Linked DNA regions of Columba livia: all the other regions are linked to region 2. A link is a contact called in public Hi-C data. All regions are on one chromosome and are shown on one strand. Each heading gives the region's core, a stretch centred on a gene start, on an enhancer-like site or on the middle of the called end of the contact. The rest is flanking DNA. Distances are from core to core; before and after follow the strand shown. Region 1 holds the start of NCOA2 (nuclear receptor coactivator 2). Region 2 overlaps NCOA2 (nuclear receptor coactivator 2). Region 3 overlaps NCOA2 (nuclear receptor coactivator 2).

The links. Hi-C and Micro-C count contacts between places; a contact is called where the count stands out from the background.
Region 1: a Hi-C map of liver shows a contact between it and region 2, with 2.0 times the contacts expected there. The contact joins the promoter of NCOA2 here to the enhancer-like site in region 2. A contact is called at or near these places in 2 of 2 Hi-C or Micro-C datasets (crop and liver).
Region 3: a Hi-C map of crop shows a contact between it and region 2, with 1.6 times the contacts expected there. The contact joins two enhancer-like sites. A contact is called at or near these places in 2 of 2 Hi-C or Micro-C datasets (crop and liver).

What each region holds. Positions count from the first base shown.
Region 1 is chr2:127,903,887-127,907,137 of bColLiv1.pat.W.v2, forward strand. NCOA2 (nuclear receptor coactivator 2) reads right to left here and starts at 1,651. Exons shown (of 25, transcript XM_065053753.1): 1 at 1,397-1,651.
Region 2 is chr2:127,822,250-127,825,252 of bColLiv1.pat.W.v2, forward strand. All of the region lies in intron 3 of NCOA2 (nuclear receptor coactivator 2), which reads right to left. Among named protein-coding and RNA genes, the nearest start is that of NCOA2, 82 kb to the right of the region's middle. Within about 2 kb of position 1,547, at least 3 of the 3 cell types and tissues checked have an H3K27ac peak away from gene starts, as active enhancers do.
Region 3 is chr2:127,750,965-127,754,016 of bColLiv1.pat.W.v2, forward strand. The region is part of intron 13 of NCOA2 (nuclear receptor coactivator 2); the gene reads right to left. Among named protein-coding and RNA genes, the nearest start is that of PRDM14, 46 kb to the left of the region's middle. Within about 2 kb of position 1,252, at least 2 of the 3 cell types and tissues checked have an H3K27ac peak away from gene starts, as active enhancers do.

The DNA.
Region 1 (3,251 bases), core at 401-2,900, 82 kb after region 2:
CCCGCTCAACCACACGCGTGGGGGCCCACTCCCGGCGGAGGCGGTTGCGGAGCTGCCGGCCTGCAGCCGCCGCCACCTTATGCGCAGCCTTGCGGCCGCCGCCCCCGGCAGGGAAGCGAGAGCGAGCGGCGCCGCCCGCCCCGCTAGCAGCAGCCGCCCAGGGACCCCGGACCCGCGCCCAGCCGGCTGCCATCCCCTCCTCCTCCTGCTGCTGCTCCCCGCCCCGCGCACACACACGCAGACACACGGCACTGCGGCGGCCGGGCCCCCACCCCTCCCCGGGCCGCGGGGAGGCGGCGGCCGGGCGCCCCGGGCTGCGCTCGCACGCAGCTGTGCGGTCGCGGCCTGGCTGCGCGGCTGCGGCGCCCCGCCGCCCGCCCCCGCGGCACAGCCCGGCCCGGCGCTGCGCTGCGCACACACACAGACGCAACCCCCGCGCAGAAAGTTACAGAAGTTGCCCGCTTTGGCCCCTCCAGCCCCGCGCGTCTCCTGCGGGCGCGGAGCAACGGCGGGGCGCCTCGGCGAAAGGGAAGAGGGCACCGGGCAGCGCGGCTCCTGCCCGGCGCGGGGAACGGGACGGCCAGCTCGGCCCCGTTGAGGGAAAACGAAGCGGCCCGCACCCTTGCCCGCCAAGTCGTTGTCACACGGGGAATGGGTGAACACCGCCCTGTTCCCCAAATCACCCCTTTTGTCACCGGGAAGAGACCCTCCCTCCAAGTTTCCCCATCGGTGTGTGCTTGGGAAAGAGAGGGGGGGAATGTCCTAACCAATCCCTTCAAAATTGTGTTCCGTACCCCAGCTGCCCCATCCTCTCAGCACAGGCAGGGCAGTTCCCTGCCCCCCCGCATCAGCCGCAGCACCCGTCGCCTCCCCGGCTCCTCGCACTTTCTCCCTCTACTGCCCCAAGCCAGGGGCGCGGAGAGGCGGCACCCGACCTCCGCCTGGCCTGGGAGCAGGAAACCAGCCCCCTCCACAGGGTGGGGTGCCGTATCCCTCCCTCCCCCGCTCAGCCGAAATGGGGGACGTCCCGACGAAGTAAGCCTGTGCCCCCCCCATCCGCCCCCGCCGGGCCCCCGAGGTGCGAGCACTATGCCCCGACGAGGGGCATCCCCGCGAACCCCTACCCCCGGTTCCCCACGGAGGGGGCCGCGGCTCCTGCCCCACTCCCCCCCGCCGCCGGCGCAGGGGAAGCCGCCTCACCGCGGCCGCGGTGCCGCCCGCCAACGCCGCCCCTCCGCGCACCGGCGCGGCCCCGGGCGTCCCCCCGGCATTACACAAGGCGGCCGTGGAGGCGCGGGGGGCTCGGGCACACCCCCAACCCCGCCGGGGCCGAGGGGGCGTGCGGGAGCCGTTACCGGGGTCAGTACCGTCTCCCGCTGCTGCCGCCAGCGCTGACCTTCGCTTTGTAAGATGAAGCTGAAGCTGGGGCTGCGGCCGCCATGTTCCCGTTTTAATAACTGCCTGCTTGTTTATTTCAATGGAGACCCTCCCACAACTCGCCCTCCTCCCCTTCTACCCAGAGGAGGGCTGGACGGGGAGGAGGCGGGGGGAGGCACAAGTCACTCCCCCCTGCCCCCGGGCACGACGGCAGCGGCCGGGCCCCGCGCTGGGGGAGGCCGGGCCGTGCCGTGCTGTGCTGGGCGGGCGGCACCGCGGCGCGGCCGGGGCCGCCGCCGCCCGTCGCCGATGCCGCTCGGCGGAGCGCGGGGCTGCCCCGCTCCCCGCCCGCAGGGACAATGGCAGCCGCCCCGCTGGCTCGCAGCGCTGCGCAGCGATCCCGGGAGCCTCCTCCCCGGTACCCGAACGGGAGAGAAAGGGGAAGGGAAAAATGAAAAAAGTCCTTCGCCCTCGGAGGGCCAGACTTTAAATGTGGCCCTTTGCGGTCCGCTCTCGGAGGAACCTCGCTCGCAAGCGAGACTGGAGCAATCAGCCTTAATAGGGCGTTCAGTGGGTCATATTCACAAAAGCCAGGGGGCAGCGGGGACGTTCTTATTTCCTTTTTTTGCCCCTGGAAAAACAAAAATAGAAAAGAAAAAATTAAGGAAAACACACACGTGCTGGAAATCGTGTCACAAATACACAGCATCAACTGTATCTCGCTCCCAGGAACTGGGGGATGAAGATAAAGGCTTTTTCGAGGTTGGAGGAGTGCATATGTGAGTTAAAAATTATTAAGGGCTGGAGGATGTTTGTTAAACATTGCCCTTTAGTTCAAGAAGCGTTCCACGCTGCAGAAATCCTATCTTAAAAGAAAAGCTTTACATTTTTGTGTGTGTCGATAATGGCGAGCTGTACTCTACACATGGTAACAATTGTTATTTTTTACATTTTCTTACATGGGTGTGCAGCCTCAAGTTTTTCTGCAGCTATCCACAGATTATACACTGATACTGGTGATATGTCTAACTCTGCTTGCAATTAGGCTTGTCCAATACTTTCTCGATCATAACTCTTATTTTTCAGATGGTTATATTTTGTCCTACTGAGCTGCATACAATTTCCCACACTTGTGTTTGACTCATTTATTTTAAGCTTTTTTCTTTCATTGGGCAAAAATAGTTCAATTGTTTCTCCAAACAAATTAAAATAGAACTGTCTTTCCTACCCTCATCTCCCATTTGAAAAAAAGTCTTTGCAACCAAATTGCTGAAAACTTCTAATATTTTCCTCTTCTTGAGAAAGAACTCGAGTATGGGAGGGATGATCACTGGAAATGTATTTGAATTGAGTTCCATTAGGAAATGGGGGTGGAGGGATTGTAGTTTGCATATGCTCAGTTAGAGCTTTGCTGCTAAATTAACCAGAGATCCTACCTACTTTAAATGTGACTGTTTTAGGGGGAGTACTTTTGGCATCATGTCCAGAAGAGCATGTTCCAGCACTGGGCTGCAGCAGCTGGAGAGGACAACCTTTCTGAATGTTCCTCCACATCAGCCATAATTGGCAGAGAAATTACTCTGTCTTCATGAAGCTCTTCTACCCTGCCTATACACAGGCAGGCAGCAAAGTTATTGAAGGTTAATTCTGTCTGGAGCGCAGAGAATTCAGAATATTACTTTGAAATGACATGGCAAATAAGGGTTGCTTGTATGAGAAAAAAACCTGGGGCAAAGAGTTCTGGAGAGAGAGAGCTTTTCCTCTGGCCTCATTTGTTATATCTGTGCAAATCTCTGTAGCAAATAAACTAGCAGTTATTCAGGCAATAATCTCATTTACCTCACAGTCGTGATTCATTGGTTCTCCTATGCTAA
Region 2 (3,003 bases), core at 297-2,796:
TTATACCACGGCAAGAAATAATGATCAGAACCTCAAAGAAGAAAATGCAGGCACCGTAAAGCATGTGCCACTGGTAAATACTACACAGACAGTATATAGTATATTAAACACTTAATATAACCCTCTTTTTGGTCAATGTGTTAACATGTTTTACGTTTTATAGAAGCACATAGCATATTTATTAAGTAGAAGTAATTGTTGGAGATATTTCAGTTACAGGATTACAAAACTAGTTAGGCTATTATTTGCAAAATACCTATGAAAGGTACACATCCTTCAATTAGGTTTCTATTTTAATCAGTGAAACTACAGGAATAATCCCATAATATTTCAAATAATGTTTCAATAACAACATTTCAGTAACAACATTTCAATACCTTTTTATACTTCAAAAAGAACATGAAAGAACATAACTAGATAAAATCGCTTCCTTTCTGAAGTACGAAACCCATCTCTTTAATTAGTTTTCCTTTCTACTCCATATATTAAGAACATTTTTTCTTTACTGAGTTGCTCTTGGTTTTTGCAACTCCCAAGTATAATACAACAAACCCAGAACACCTATGTGAAGCTGGTACTTAGGAGGCAGAAAGCTGGCAATAACTGCCCCCGTTTTCAGGCGGAACAGCTGCCATCAGACAGCACTAATTCATTAAAGCCGTTAACACAACAGACACAACCACCTCACATTGAGGAACCATGCTGCTATTACACCTTTAGACCGAGGTTACCCCACGATGTTTTAAGGAGGTCTGTGGGTCACTCTGCCAAACCCCTATCTCTGGCCACTGCTGGGAGCGAGGGGCAGCACTCGGGGGGCTCAGAAGCCTCCAAGGAAGATCTGGGGCTTCAAGGAGTCCAGGCAAATTTTGACTGTGGCTCAAACCTGGATATCTGAGGCTGCTCATCAGTAAAAGAGGGGAATGCATGGGTGGTATTCATAAACAACCTAAGGCTTGTTTTGCTGATGGTTCTTTTTTTGGTGGGATAGGGGTTAGAAAACGGTAGAAGGCATTAATCTACAATAGTGTGTGCTGTCTGGCATTTGAGAAAGGTAGTTTTCGTTTTACTGTATTTAACAACCATGAAAGTTTAAAAATCTTATGTGACTGGATCAAACTCATGAGGTAGCAATCACTGAGTTGCTTAAGTGCCTTAAAGCTTCCAGCAGCAGCTCTTTGCTGCAGGTACAGGCATGGCTAAAATGAATACAATTTGTCTCCAAAAAAAGGGAATTAAACCCAGCAGCCCAAGTACAGTGCAAGCTTCAGCATGATTTTAAAAGAAAAAAAAAAAATCCTTTTCTTAATCCATATTTGAAAACTCTCTCTTCCTCCAAAAAGCATTTTTCAGTATCTTATTTAGCTTATTACCATATGCTTGCAATTTCTACTCTCCATAGAAGTCATTCTGGAAAACCAAAGGAAAATTTTTGTGAACCACAGATATAATAAAATAACCCCCTCCATGAAATAGTCTAAAAGCTTGGATTGCTTCTGCTCCACCTCCCCACATCTGGCACACGCATCAGATTACAGGCCAGAAGGCAAAGCAGAGAGACAGAAAGGGAGAAGATAGTGGCTGGATCACAACTAGAAGGAAGCATGCCTTCTATAATTCAGACATTTTTCCCCAAATGCTGATACGTCAAAGTGTGATAAATAAAACCAAACCTGGGAGAAGTCCACACACATGCGTGGACAGACACACAAAAACCCTGTCCCTCAACTCCTGCTTCAATCAGTTCCCCAAAAGGCAGTGAATTACACGAAATACGCTTGGACGACTTCAGAACCATCACTCTGTGCCAAAAGTGCAACTGGGCTTCTGATTTTGTTAACTAACAAGTTCAAGGGAAAGCATTTCATCTCTAATTCACAAGACTCACTTTTTCTAATTTGTGAAGTATTTCATAGGTACAAAAAAACCTGAAAGCCCCTGAATTGTCTAAAAGCCACAATATTGTCAAATAAACACAGTCCATCATCTGGTCTTTTTGCTGTTCAAGCTTTGCAAACTTACAACTCAAACAGGAAGATCTACACAAGGACGCAAGAAGCTAGTTTGAGGGTGTTGTTTCCCAAACCTCTCTCTGCGGCCACATTCTCCTCGTCCCTTCAACCCCACATCAGCAGCGCAACAGCATAAAACTTCCACCGAGTCTTTCAAGCTTAGCAATAAATCCGCTGCAGTCTGAATTATCAACATTATTCAGACTGTTCAAATGATTTTTTTGTTCCAAATGGACTTGGCACGCTGGTCAGGAACTCGTCGAGTCAAACACAAGCAACAAAAGTGGAATTCTTCTGGCTGAGCTAATTGATGGTCCTACAAAAACAAAACACGCAACTGCATATTCAAAACTTTCAAAGACGCACTGTATCACAGTTACGGAGCACCTTCCCCTCTGTGCCTGGTGTAATATGATCGTAATTGCTGTGAAAGGGTGAGAGACCGACTATATGTTTAAATCCTGCCATCTGTAGGTGCTTTACACAGTTCCATTTGCTGCTGCCGGGTCAAAAGTTTACCCTATTTTCGCTTGTTCATAACCAATCACACAAGTCTCTGCTATGTGTAATCTTTGACCCACTCTCAAAGCAATTTTTGTATTATACAGTCACATGATTATACTGAAAAAACCCACACATTTTATTAAGAATACATTTCTTGTTGGTTAGCTTAATAATTATTATTATTTCCATATTCAGTAAGCATACTGTACCAACCTTGTTCTTCCCAGTTAACTCCCTTGGAGCACAATCATACTGCTATGAATTCCCCCTGAAAAATGCTCCAGCATTTCTGGCTAGTTGCAATCCAGAACCACATGCAAATCAGGGCTGCAAAGCATTTATAGTACCTGTGGTTTTAAAAGTAGGGGGAAACAACTACCCAGCTTGTCCTAATAGGGAAATTAAATGAATGCTCACAGTGAAAACAAAAATTGCCCCTGAAAATTAGGATTGTCATAATAATATTCTTACATATTTACCTTAAAAA
Region 3 (3,052 bases), core at 2-2,501, 72 kb before region 2:
TGGGCAGAACATTTGGTCATACAAGGTAAACAAAACCAAATCCCTGCTCTAAAGTGGCCATAAATTAAAGGATTATTAAAAAAAAAAAAAAAAAAAAAGAAGGAAAAAATAAATCAGAAGTGGAATCAATGCCATCTTTTTCTCCTTGGTAACTGCATCAAACAAACAATTGGCTAGAAATCCCATTATATTATCAGGCTAATCTACTACTAACTTCTGGAAACAGAACCCTAATTGAAAGACACTCAGAAAATGGAATCCTTATTCTAAGGTTTTGATCAAGAAGAAACCAATGTCTTTGATTAATTTAATGGTTCTGGACATCAAGAAATAGATTTTTGGAAGATGAGAGGCATGAGTACAGAAAAATATTTCAGTATTGGGAAGATACTGGTTTCCACATAAATCAAGAAGAGAGCAGAGTTGATGAAGTGTGTGAGGAACACCAAAATGGTTTCTAAGTTTTAGGACAAAACACTTCAGATGATTTCTGGAACAATACTGGGAGAGACTGTGGCATAGCAAAGTCCCATAGCAAAGTCTTCTGCCTGTCAGACAAACGGGTTGTCTATATTGTCTACTGGCTAAAAAAGAGGAAAGTACACTTACAGAGGTAAGTATTTTATTCTACATTATGCCAAGCATTTTCTCAGAGAGCAAGCTATTTCAAAATTCTATGTCTTGGTTTCTTCATCTGTTATATGAATATAAGAATCCATACCAAATTTTACAGAAGAGTTTTGCAGTGCAAAACAATAGGGCTCAACAGAATGTTTCTTTAGCAAGGCAAAACCCAACACTGTTCAGTGCATGACGTTTCTCTGACATAACCCTATAGTTTCACTCTCCTCCCCTCAAGCTGTTAGCCCATCCTGGGCAGATCTGACCAGCTGCTGACCACCACATGGGGTGCTCCTCACCAGCAGCAGCGTGTGCTGGCTGCAGCCAGGAGCACAACAAGAGGTATTTTTTTTGCGAGACAGCACAAGCAGCAGTGAACAGGGAAGGAATGTGCAGAATGAAGTCCCACCGCACAGCCCCACAAGGGACAAGGAGAGTGGAGGAAGGCAGTTTTACTGCAGAGGGACACCCTATGAAACACACCTGTAGCTAATCAGGACTCATGTTTCCACTGCCTTCCCCTTCTAACAGTGGAGAACAGCATGAACCCTCACGGCGCTTAATAGCAAGTCCTACTACTGTTGGTGCTGTAGGAAAAGCCCTGCTGAGCCTCCCCAGCAGGTCCCTCTTTCATCGTCTCCCCCACAGCTGCCTTAACTGGAACAGCAATCAGCCTAATAGAGCTTGATAACCATCATCCCACCAAGGAAGGGAAAAAGGTACGGCAGCGCTGGAAATATTCTCTGCCATTTGCGAAAGGCTTCCTGTCAGTTGCTGCTCTCTGCAGAAGTGTATGTTTAAACACTCTACCTAGAAGACCGCTATTTTTAGTGCAGTGGTGCACTTCAAAGCATTTCCTGCTCAGAAAGTCACACCAAAAGTAAAAGGAGCAAACGCAATGGCTCTGCTGCCTCCCAGCTCCCCGATATCCATTGCAGAGGCCACCACATCGCTGCTCTGCTACACTTTCCAGAGAAACTGCACATTCCGGTGACTACTTAAAAATACAACATTCCCCAGGGATAAGTTGTTTTAAATAAACCTGCAAAACAGGTAACACAAGCACACGGCTAATTTTTACATATGGGAGGAAGAAGAGGGGGGGAAGTATGCAGGGGGATGGAAGAATTTAGCACAAGAATCTGTGTTCTGGTCTTGTACTAAATAGTTCCAGCTTTGATCTAAATTTAGGCAATGAGCACTTCCTGTGGGAGACCATCTTCCAAAGCTGAAGAGTTTCTGATGCTAAATATTTTCAGTGATTTTTATAATTGGGGTAAAGTGGTTATTTGTTTAAAGGCCTGGCCTTCAGCTAGCTAAATGGTTACACTATTTTATATTCCCCGCTATTTCCTCTCCTACTCCACACTGGACTTCTGTTTATTCAGCTCCAGGTTTCACGGCATTTTAAGTAGGTTTTAAAACTCTATTTACAACCAGCGGGAGCAAGAAAAGCCCTTCTGTCATTATCCAGCAGCCTTCCATCCAGCTGCAGGACTGGCTTCTCCTCACCTCGGTGCTGAGAAAGGTTCAGCATTTCAGCCCTCACCACTTCAACGTGACTCCTGCACTGCTTCGTGGTTTTCTGAACAGCCCCAACTCCTGGACCTTCCTGTACCTCCAGTTCCCTCTCTCCTGGGAGACAATCTCTGTCTTCAAATTTTAAGAAAAGGCAACACATCCACAGTTTATATTCCAAACCCCTCAAACCCCTCCCCTGACCTCAGAAACATGAAGCCTAAAAATAAAAAATGAATATTCACTTTACAAAGTTCATAGTACTGGGGACCTGATTTTCTAATGCTTGAGGCTGGCAATGCTCATATACACTGAAGTCTCTTTAAAGTCATATTTATAAGTTATTTGTTTACATTTAGGGTGAGATGCAACTTAGCTATCTTTAGTCATGAAAAAGGCACCTAGTCTAAACTAGCCATCCAGGCTACCACTAGTCAATGAGAACATCACTAAGGAGCAGCTTACCTTCCCAATTTGGGCACACATTAAAGGAGTATTTTTCTATTTTTCCATCAACGATAAAAGGAGCTCATAGGACTACCTGGACTAAACAGCTAAATTCCAGAGGAATTTAATTCTTGGGGAGTAAACTATCTGAAAGCCACGGTTTTGATCTACTCAGACACAATTTTTTTTTGTGATTACCAAATTCTATGTTTTTGCCCAGTATCAAATACGGAGGACTGAAGGATCTCTGCCTTCAATCCAGTATTTACTTCAGTATATAGGATCTGAACTAAGAATTGAAATCCATTAAATATTTTTACTATAGTTTATTCTTGCCAGTTTAGCTGTGAATTTCTTGATAGCTGTGTTTTTCTAGCCTAACAAAGCATAAGTTCTCATAGAGAATCTAAACCCTCCCTCTACAGGCACTACAAAGTAGTAGCTGTATTCAGAACTAAACTAATAT